Regions from separate parts of the Triticum aestivum genome. Here region 1 is linked to region 2. The links are chromatin contacts, called in public Hi-C maps. All regions are on one chromosome and are shown on one strand. The core of a region is the stretch at or near the end of the contact, and the rest is flanking DNA. Distances in the headings are between cores, read along the strand shown. Region 1 holds the start of LOC123156484 (phosphoenolpyruvate carboxylase 1). Region 2 holds the start of LOC123162588 (polyadenylate-binding protein-interacting protein 8).

The links. Hi-C and Micro-C count contacts between places; a contact is called where the count stands out from the background.
Region 1: a contact with region 2 is called in a Hi-C map of leaf, with 6 times the contacts expected there. The contact joins the promoter of LOC123156484 here to the promoter of LOC123162588 in region 2. A contact is called at or near these places in 3 of 5 Hi-C or Micro-C datasets (all in leaf).

Annotation. Positions count from the first base shown.
Region 1 is chr7B:448,122,389-448,127,844 of IWGSC CS RefSeq v2.1, forward strand. LOC123156484 (phosphoenolpyruvate carboxylase 1) reads right to left here and starts at 3,996. Exons shown (of 10, transcript XM_044574611.1): 1 at 3,687-3,996; 2 at 3,208-3,599; 3 at 2,997-3,081; 4 at 1-44. The coding sequence starts at 3,863.
Region 2 is chr7B:447,900,578-447,906,683 of IWGSC CS RefSeq v2.1, forward strand. It overlaps LOC123162588 (polyadenylate-binding protein-interacting protein 8), which reads left to right and starts at 1,822. Exons shown (of 10, transcript XM_044580360.1): 1 at 1,822-2,399; 2 at 2,875-2,985; 3 at 3,092-3,136; 4 at 4,446-4,518; 5 at 4,604-4,716; 6 at 4,828-4,887; 7 at 5,643-5,690; 8 at 5,786-5,854. The coding sequence starts at 1,989.

The DNA of each region.
Region 1 (5,456 bases), core at 2,746-5,245, 220 kb after region 2:
GGCTGTGTTCTCCGGATTTCGTCAGTTCGGAAAGCAGCTTGAATCTGTGAGGGGACCCAAATTAGCACAAACGTGATTACTAGTCTATGACAGAAGAAGATAAGTAGAGGAAATACACAGAAGGATTCCAGATTTCAGTAGATTTCTTCCCTGGAAAACAGCATTCAAATAGTTATATAATTCAATTTGCATGGTTCAGTGAGAAAATAGACACAGTACGTGAAATGGTGATAGGGAATGTAGGTTAGACAAAAGCGGCTGTACATTGTTCAAGAAAAATAATATCTGGTGTGTTCAAACAATGTAATAATTTTAGCAAGAACCTTGACACACTTTTTCACTATTTAATCAAGTTGTTTTTAATCGATGTGTTTTTTGCCAGAAACATATTACTTAATTTCCCACAAGGATTAAACTAATGTAGTGGTGGCAATGATTTTTCTTTTTCAAATGGTCATGTAGTGTGACAATTTTTTGTGAACAAATAACTATACCTCCAATGCAAAGTAACTGATTTGGTCCTATTTATGCATAGCTATAGCCTATAGGTGCTCAAAACTCGATAATATTTGAAATTTCGGTAGGTACCAAATATTTTTCATCTCAAATAAGATTAAATTATTAGATTTACATGAAAGTTAGATGAAATGTAAATTTGTTTGGCTTCATCTAAATTCAATGAAAGTTGTTCACAATAATCCTAAAGTAATTTCTGAAAATGGATATTTTCGTGAGGGCCGGTTTTTTTAACCAAAAGTTTAAACCCTATTAAAGCAAATATTTTTCTGAAGCATCATTCTAAATCTCGAAGGTTATTATGCAACACAGCCATATTTTCCTGTAGTGTTGAGGATCCTACTAAACCAAACTGGTTTGTCTAAACTCCTAAGGATTGAGCGGCATTCCTTTATTTTTGCATGTAAGGAATTGACAAGTCAATTAACGTCGGAGCCCTATGATAGTTATCTCATTAGAGGTTTGCAATAGATAAATTCAAAATTAAGACAATCCAATATTTGTATTACAAGTATACAAAGTTGTCTTGAATTCTGATTTTGGAAATATTTCAACCACAACCAAATAGACAAAATTCATTGAACTTAAGTGATTTCATTTGCATTGTGGCCAACGGCCAAGGACCAAATGTTCACTGAAATTCAACCAAAATTTTGAAATATTGTATAGTATTTTGAAAATTATTTGTATTATTGTGTACTACTGAAATGGTTGGAATATTTTGACCAAAAGGTAAATATTTTGACTGTTGAAATATATTGTCCATCTCTCTCCATTAGTTCGGGCTTTTGGACGAGTTGACTGAAGCATGGAATTCAATATAGTATCAGAGCTAAGAGGTCTTGAGTTCAAGACCCTGCAAACGCAATATTAAAGTAAAAAAGATTCTGCATTCTATATCGTCCCATGTCTAAGGACCAAAAAAGCCTAAACATGAGGGAGGGGTGTTGAAATATATTGTCCGGCTCTATTCATTAGTTCGGACTTTTGGATGAATTGGTTGGAGCATGAATTCAATATTGATGTCTACTGAACTTATTGAAACACAACGAATTTATTGACATCTACTGAAAAGTGAAAACGTAAATTATAATAATATGGAAATAACCGGTTGAATCCTAGGCTAACCCAGCAGATTACTCAATTACCTATGACATTTCTTTCCAGGACATGCTGCCAGGAAAATACTTTTTTTTATTAAAGTGGCACACAACTATGACATTTCATTCCTATAGCAAAACCAAAGAATCCTTAATTCGTCAAATACATGGATCTAGTGAAGTCAATCACGACACTTCATACAAACAGCCAGTATAATATTCCACATACCCTTGGCGGTTCATGCAAAGGCATATGCTCTTTGTTTAGTGCAAAACCAAAGTGAAGATGAACTCGAACTCTACTAATATATTGTAAAGTGTATATACTCAGCAATTTCTGTCCTTCTCAGATGACACTAGGCGTCCATACATTTAATTTTATCATTCCGTCAACGTATGATTGAACCCAAAGACCAAGATGAGGATACTATATGTGGCAAGAGACCACTGAGGAAGAGGGACAAGTCTAACATGTCACCTTGTTAGTATATTCACTCACACCACATAACTCAAATCGACAACAGCGGCATGGTTCGCCGCCTCAGACAATAACTCTCATCATCCTCGCCGCTTGATGGATACGGAACACCGCAACGGTTGCATCTTCAAGGGTGACCGACCATTGGTATCTCATCTCTCCGCAACCATCAAAGACGAGACGCGCCTTTAGGCTAAGGCCGGCGCCATCGGGATTAAAAACATCATACCCGGGAGTTAGATTTTCAGTGTTTTGGGGCTGAGCAACCCCCTTTCTGTATGCTCCAACGCCCGCTACCATGCCTCTAGCGCATATGGCTAAGTGAGCGTCTGTAATCATTTGTTGTCACTCTTCTTCTATCAATGAAAAAAAACTCAACCTTTGTGTATTCGTGAAAAAAACATTATGGACATGCTTGAAATAGCATAGCGATTAAATGTTACTGCTCCCCTCACCTGGTTTAGTGGATCCGAAATTATGATAGAGTTGAACAACAATTGCAAAACTACCCCAATAGCCAGCAAACGTTTGCTGGGAGTGATAGCATTTGCAAATGTTTGTTTAGAAAATTTGTGTTAGCGAGTGTGGCAATTTTAGTTGGCGCGCATGGCAACTCCGCTGCAATTATGTTGTCGCCAAAAAATTGTCGCTCTCGCGAACTAAACTTGTGATCCTCACAACAACTAAACTAGCCATAAAAATGCTCGCAATTGCCATCCAGTCCAGCGAACGTTCGCTGCTTATGATTATCGTTGCAAAATTGCTGTTGCTGCTGCTGCTACTACTACTGCTACTACACAACATTTCCCAAATAACTTCTCCCCAAACATCTTATGTTCATAAAGAAAAATTCTCATGCACGCACATAGCTAGTTGGAGCTGTGATTGTGCAACACGTATACCTCTCTCTGAAGAGCCTCATCGAGCTCTTGCTTGTCGTCGGCCGTGATGTCCTTGGCATACAGCTGCCTCAGGCAATTCCGTATCCTGCGCGCACAGAAGCTCCATTACTCTGTTAATAAGCTTCGAAATGCAACAGAAATTACTGTGCTAGCAGAACCCGAATCATTTCATGGCTGCCTGGCTCAATGGAGTAATTTGAAAGAAATCAACCTGCCGTGCTTCTGGAGGAGTGACCGCCGGATGGACTGCGTGGGGTGGGCGGTGAAGACGAGGTCGACGGTCTGGTTCTTGAGCGCGTCGAACACCTCCTCCCGGGTCTTGCCCAGGTCAGACACCAGCCTCTTGAGCGTCTCCTCGATGTCGGACTCGGTGGTGGCGGAGGCCTCGTCGGCGAAGTCGCCGCGCTTGAGCTTGTTCCTGCGGCGGTTCGCGATCTGCACCTCCTCGGCGAGGTTGGCCAGGTTGAGCATGTGGGAGAAGGAGCTGGCCATGACGATGGAGTCGGCGGGGGCCAGCCCCGTGAGCCTGCCCCCGAGCTCGTCCAGCCGGGCCGCGTCGCGGTCGCCCTCGTACTCCGCCGCCACCTCGTAGCAGTCCTGCACCTGCAGCGACGGCCGGCCGGCGAGGTCAGGCTCCTTTCATGCGCGGCAGGGGAGGGAAAATGGAAAGTACGGATTAATAGTACGTACGAACTCGCGGAGGTGCGGGCCGTGGAGGTCCTGGAGGATGTCGAGGAAGCGGTCGACGAGGAGGGCGTCGTACTCGACGAGCTTGTCGTCCTCGGAGACCTTGCCGGGGGCGAGGAGGCGGAGCTGCGCGTCGATGGAGTGGTGCCGCTCCATGGGAGCCGCTGAGGATGACGACATATCCTTGTTCGCGGGAAGCGCCGCGCCGAGCAAAGGAGGAGGAAGCGGTGTGTGCCTTCGCTCTCCGTCGGTCGGACGGACGGACAGTGTGTTGTGTGTATGGCTGCGAGTGTGGATGGGATGATGGGGCAGTGGCCTGTCGTGGGCGTCTAATAGGCGCCGGACGGCGTATGTGACTGCTGAGTGTGTGCACGGGAAAAGTACGGCCCTTGGCGGTTGGAAAGGCAGCTTAAAGCGGATGCACGGGCGCCCAAAAACTAATTAAAATCTCCTTAAAAGGAGAATCAAAATCTCCTTATAAAATAACCAAAATCTGAAAGAACAACAAACTAAATTTTATCAATGTCATGGTTGTGTCTAAAGTCTTATAACTAATCAAAACCAAAAGGGCAGCAAACTAAATTTTATCAATGTCTATGTTGTATCTGAAGTTTTATTATTATTTTTCTATCTATTGCAATTATTTTTTTGGCACAAATTGGCAACTCTAGTTCATTTTTTCGTAACAAACATCTAAATCACGAGCCGTCAAAACCGCATTATTTGGTAGGATGATATGGGTTTAGGGCCTCTCTGAGGGCAACTGTTTAATTTCCTCCCCACGTGTCTCATGTCCGAACATGTACACGAACAATAAAGAGTTGTTCCAAATGAACCTCCCCTTCAACGACAAACTTCATTTGCCCTTCCCCGTTTCCATGCATCTTGCAGGCATCCGATGCGGAGGTGAATGTTGATGGCTTTGGTCTGGCGACGTTTATGCCTTCTCATTGGGAAACCCTTATACCTTTTCGGAGCGCCTCCCCGTTCTTTTGGCGGTAGGCGACGGAATCTTCTATGATTAACGACTGCTGGAGGATGATGTGGACCACTTGTTCGTCCTTGAACAAGGACAACACAGACATGGTGGATGAACTAGACGCCAATCAAGTGGGACACACTGGAGTGCTGGAAGCGACGGCCTGGACGAGCCGTCGCTCCACCAACGCTAGGATGTCGGGGATGGCGCTCGGCTGCCCTAACGGTGCTGAGGAGGGAGGGATAAATGGCGAGCTCCTCATCGTCCTCTGCCTCCAGGTGGTCCCAATTAGGGTTGGCTTCCGCCTAGACGGGGAGGGCGACAACTTAGAGCCAAGGCCTGAGGGGGGGGGGGGGGGGGGGGGGGGGGGGGGTTGTGTAATAGAGAAGAGCCCATACGTCATAAGAGGAAAAAGGAACATGGTGGATCAATTCCATGGTAGTGTGATGGCTGGCACGATTTCATGTTTGTCGCATTCTACGGCAATCAGTTGAGGCTACACACACTTCAATCGACTAATGGAGTGATAGGCGGGCCATCCCACTAAGCTGCATTGTACGTGCGACTAGTTTTGGGGACCTTCTAAAAGGCTCCTAATCGGTTTTGGAAATCTTATAGAAGTTTCCTGGCTTTTTCTTCCTTTTCATTTTCTTTACTAGTTTTCTATGTTTTCTTTTGGGTTTTTCCGGTTTCCTTTTTCCTTTTAAAAATATATTCAATATTTTAAAAAAATGTTTTCATTTGCAAAAAAAAATCACATATTAAGAAACTGTTTGTGTTTAAAAAAAGGGGAT
Region 2 (6,106 bases), core at 572-3,071:
ATGTATGATTGCATGTTCTTCACATGTATGTATCTTGTATGCGCACTTTCTATTTCTGTGATGACTTAGTTCCCTCGCGTTTATATCTTTTCACTCTGATTTTCATCAAATTCATCAGAGTTTGACGAATTTCTAAAAATGCCCCATTCACCCCCCTCTGGGTGTAAACCTGTGTTTTCACTTACTACATGACCGTGAAAATAGGTAGTTCTAGAAGATACCCCATGCGTTGATGCGGGGATTGCTTGCAATAATTTAAATAAAATATATATATATATATATATATATATATATATATATATGGAAAATGCATCCTATATGTATGTTGATTATTATACTATATATATATATTGCATTTGATTATTATATAGTTGTAAATATATATAGAATATATTTATTCCATATGTATGTTGAGAGAAATATAATTAGAATGATTTAAGTTGGGATGTGTGCATGTTGAGAGAGACTATTAATAATAGTTTTCATGGATATCAAGAGAAACAGCTAGTGGGATGATGAGGTGGCACATATGGTGAGTTGCATGTGAGCATGTTGAGAAAATTGACACAGGGATCAACTATTTAGGTATATAGGATAGTATAGGACTAGCGTCACCTTCCTTCGTCATACAGCGGTGCTACACACACGACACACTACGCACGATTCATGGACGATATTTAAATCCAGCCGCACATGCACATCATTGAGAAGGACACCAGCGGCTGGATTAGCACGTCGTGCATATATCGGGCAGCAGTGACGTCTGGGTAGCAGTCTAATTTTGTTCTTAACTTCGACACAAAAATACACACCAAAGATTGCATGCATTACCCTGTATATTGATGTATAATTACATTTATATAGGGAGCCAGTGTATACTAACATATACACTCCTAAATTTATAACGAGCTATAGCTAAATTGATGTATAATTACATTTATCAGGGGAGCCATTGTACAATGACATATACACCGCTAAATTTGTTAAAAATGTACGTGAAAAAAGAATTTCTACAGTTTCAGCTAAAATAAATAATGACTACTATACAAGTATCTAAAATATGTAAACACCCAACACATTAACACAACACATGGTCATTCTATTGCGCGCTTAACATCAGACAATAAGAAGAAAATCATACTTCCTTCGTCTCAAAATAAATGTCTCATTTTATACTAAGTTTAGCAAAAGGTTATACTAACATTGAAGGTTGGGACAATTATCTTAGGACACAGAGAATACTCGTTTTACTCTTATCATGAGCAGTAACATACGACCACCTAACCCTCAACCAGATCTGCCAGATGACATGGTCTCACCAACCTCTACACTCTATCCTTTTGTCCCAATACCTATCGTTCAAAACTCCCATCAGTTTAATGCGCACCGCATAATAATCAGTAAGCCCAACGCGAGAGTTGCCAGCCATCTTGCTTGGTGTTTCTACGCGTGCACGCTGACTCCACAAACATGGCCACAAGCTCAGAAGATCCCGCCCGCTCACCCCGATGACCCGCCATTCTACACACCCATACAACTCAATCTCTCTTTAAAAAGCTTCCACCCAAAATGATAATTTCTCTTCAAGAAAGTCTTTTTGCAGCGCAAAGAATAGATGAACAAATAAACGGATAAACACGATGACAGGAGCGTAATGGACAGAAACAAAGGCGAATAGGCCCCACAGCGATTTATTTTCCCCCAAGAAAGGACTTTGTAGCGCACGGAAACGAAAAGGAAAAGGATATTAGTCGCAGTAGAGAAAAGAGTGGGCTTGGGCACCTATTTATAGCCAACCTCCCCGAAAGCGATCTCGCTCGCCTCCTCCACGCTTTTTCCCTTCCATTCCTCCCTCCCCGCAGCCCCAATAAATAATAAAAACCCAACCCCACGCCGAATTCCTTAGTCCTCGATTCGATTTTCTCGCCAATTCACGGGCCGCTAGTGCCGGGGGCGCGATCGGCGGTGAGATTCGTCGCCGGGCGGAAATGGTTGCCGTGGCGGCCGAGGGCCCGATCCGCGCCGACGCCGTGCCGGCGGCGGCCGGGGCCGGCGCGGAGAGGGCCGATGCGGCGGCCGCGGGCGGGGCGGCGGCGGCCAAGGCCAGGGAGGACGAGGTCAGGGAGTACAAGAGTGACGTGAGGAAGCTGGAGGAGCTGTTCAAGAAGCTGAACCCCTCCGCGGAGGAGTTCGTGCCGCTCTCCCGCCGCCAGGGGGACGGCGCACGCCGCCTGTCGGCCGACGCGCCCGTCTTCGTCTCGCCCGCGATCGACTACTATGCGCCCCACCACCCGTTCCAGCATCAGCAGATGCACGTGCTGCAGGTGGTCGGTGGCGGGGGCGGAGCGGGTAGAGACTCCAGCAGCGACGGATCCGCCAACGGCCAGCCGAATCGACGGGTAAGCGCGAGCCGAATTGCCGATTCGGGCTCGGTTTTTCGATTTGTTTCGCGTGGCGCTTTGGAGTGGCGACGCCTTGTGGCCAGATCAGTCGATCAGATTTGAGGTTTATGGTGATGTTGATGGGTTTGGGTTTTTTGATCTCTCTCTCACGCGATCGGCTCGGAGGTTGATCTCTTTTCTAGGGTTTTAGGTGCAGTTGGGTTTTGATATTAGCACCACCAATTGTGGATGTCGCGAACGTTACTTTGGTGAACGGATTTTTCTCATAGATCGATCGATTTCTTCTCAACTCTTATCCGTTTTACTGGATTCGTGTGGTTGACTTCATATCCGTTTGCTTTTCAGTTGTTGTTAGTTTTTTCACATGAATTTGTTTGTCAATGCTAATTCTACATTTCACCATATTTGGGTTTTAGGGGGCAGCACTTCTTTCTCGGTTATATTGACCAGCTGCATTGGTCTGTGGTTACAGAGAAGGAATGGCTTCAACCAGGGGAGACGTAGGATGGGAGTTCGGCCAAGGCGAACTGATAGGGAGGATAGTGTACGGCGAACTGTCTATGTCTCAGACATTGATCAACATGTGAGAATATTAAAGAGAATGAGCTGCTTGTATTAGTTTCTTCTTTCAGTTTTTTCTTCTTTTTGTACTTAATTGACTGACCCCTGAACGCCCCATCGATTTGCAGGTCACTGAACAGAAGCTTGCTGAGGTTTTCTCAAACTGTGGTCAAGTATGCTCTTAGACTCCTTACTATTAAAAATATTATTTGTGATAGCATATGATGCTTGTTTGTCCGAATATCCTTTTTTATATCTTGAATAAAATAAGCGATCTGTTTTTAATGGCTTAAAATATTGCATGACAGAACTGCTGTAAGTCGAATGCATCATCTTGACAAGTAATCTAGGATGAGTTCATATATGTTTGATATCTTGAGTCGAGTATGTTGGAACGCATTTTTGTTTGTACTTTGTGGCACACAGCAAGTATGGGTTTGTACTATGACTACAGTTGCACACATATGACATAAATAAATGTAAGGGTAATTCACCTGGGTGCCACTCCGGAGTTTGACTCGTTTTACATATGTACAATTCTGTTATTTTCTAATTAATTATTTAGTTATTCCGCCAATCCTCTTTGATCCTTGGCATAAGAGATAACTTGTCCCAACCCAATAGGAATATGACCTAACCGTTGTTCTTGCACTTATCTATTAGTATAGTTTAGTTATCCCTGTTAGTTTGTTATAAGTTATCAGTTACAAACCAGCATATTTGTGCCACACTTGTACCTGCTGCCAATAAAGGCGGGGCGCCATTTGTTCATTCATCTCAGAAATCCAACTAAATTGACCAAAGCCAAACAATCCTCATTTAAATAACCCAACCGATAAAGTTTCTAATATTAAGTGCCAGCAGCCTTTGGAGTATTGACAGAGAGATAATCTTATGTTGCACCAATTTTTGATGCACATCCCTTTGGTCAGGTGCTTGCACCAGCTTTTGGTACTTAAATTATTTGAGTCCACGTCCGCTGTTACCAGGATCTCCTGCGTTTTCTGTTTTTCTTTAGCTCCCGTATAGACATAACCTGCTCAAGTGTTACTGATGTATCAGATATTTGGTTTCAGTCATTCTGGAACGTCCTATCCTAATTGTCATAATCATCAATTGATGGGAATTAGTATCTTCTAGAAACAGGCGTTATATCCCTATAAACAGGTGTTATATCCCTATACACCGAGTTTAAAGCGATGTGGCGTAAATAGTTGTGCATAAATACACCCCCATCCTGAAAATTGTCATAGTCATCAATTGATGGGAATTAGTATCTTCTATGAAACAGGCGTTATATCCCTATACACCGAGTTTAAAGCGTTGTGGTGTAAATAGCTGTGCATAAATACACCCCCATCCTGAAATTCCTGGATATGCCCCTACTTTAAGTAGTTGCTATATATAGGCAATATTGGATACTTGCTTGTTTATGTCATTGTTGAAGCTTAGTAATGTTATAACCATCTTTTGCACTTGTAGGTGGTAGATTGCCGTATCTGTGGTGATCCAAACTCAGTGATGCGTTTTGCTTTTATCGAGTTCGCCGATGATGGTAGTATCTTCAACATATAAATTGCTATTTCATAACTCTTATGTTGTAAGAAGCAATCCTGGATGAATTTCTGCTTTTTCTGCAGTCGGTGCAAGAGCAGCTCTAACGCTTGGTGGAACCATTCTTGGTTTTTATCCTGTCAGAGTTCTGCCATCTAAGACTGCAATTTTGCCTGTGAACCCCAAATTTCTTCCTCGAGTAAGTAAACATATTTAGTTACATAGTTTTCTGCAAATTTGGATCCTACTATTAGGTGATTTCCAAGCTCTATAATAATACTAGCCTGAATCTGCTCCCCTTTTTGTGCAGACAGAGGACGAGAAAGAAATGGTATCCAGGACTGTGTACTGTACTAACATTGACAAAAATGTATGCTGCCCTGTCTTTCATTTCTGTTACGCTTATAACTTAACAAGCAAATTATAATCATATGTATTCCAAAAGCCTACAAAAGCGCGAGTTGCACTCTTTCCTTTTTTGGTGAACAGTTTGAGGACTAGCTTGTTATGTTGGTGTTTTGTGATTGTAGCTTAGTAACCTGATATGGTATTAGGTACCTGGAATTAGCTGCAACTGAAACCCCTTTCCTTGAACGAATGTACACAAAGACGGCCCATTATGATGGGTTATGGGTTCCTGCTAGCTATTGCTAATTTTAAAGCAATTCCTTCAATATCACATGATACATTACATTATATTAGTTGAAAACTAGGCAAAGTCTGAAGCAGATTGTGCTTTCAGACTTGCATACAAATTTCAGTCATATGTCTTAAAATAGGGGGTCGATATTAGATCTTAATCGGAATGGATGACTGAGTTTATGTGTCTACCAGATTTCTTTTGTTTTGATATCCCTTTTTATAATAATGTAGGTATTTTTTTGTAAGTGTAGTGTGCCAATACTCCCAAGTTAATATTTAGAGATGTATTACTTCATTTCTTATTTTGTAGCAGTGGCCATTTCAATTATGATCTAGAATAAAGTTAAATAAGTAAGCCAAAGGACAATTTGAAACGATAAATCCAGACATCCTTGTTGTTCTTTGGTGATTTCTCACGGAGTTTGATATGGTGATTGTATTGCATCTTTCTGCTTTCTTAGTTGTCCTTTCATGAACATGTAGGTTCCAGAGGATGTTGTGAAGAATTTCTTTGAGGGAATTTGTGGGGAGGTATGTTCAAATGCTTTTATCTTCCTAACACATGTTTTTATATGACTAAGATGAGTCATTTCCTCAAGACATTGGTACTTTCCCTTTCCAATTAGGTTGCTCGACTGAGGCTGCTTGGTGATTACGTGCATGCCACGTGCATTGCCTTTGTTGAGTTTGTTCAGGTAAGCAAAGCTTGATACTGATCATAAGTTATCAAGAATGTATTGTCTGATCTTCTAAATGCTGCTAATTTCCTAGGAGTGGATAGTGTAGATAAATAGAAGATTTTTCTTCTAACCCAATAATTGTTTTTTTTGCATAATAAAAAACTGCTTTATTCTATAGAAGTGTTATTTTCACAGTCAAACTTAATTTGACCATCCTTTGACATTTGCATTGCTCCACACATCCTTTTCTCCTTTTCTCTGTATTAC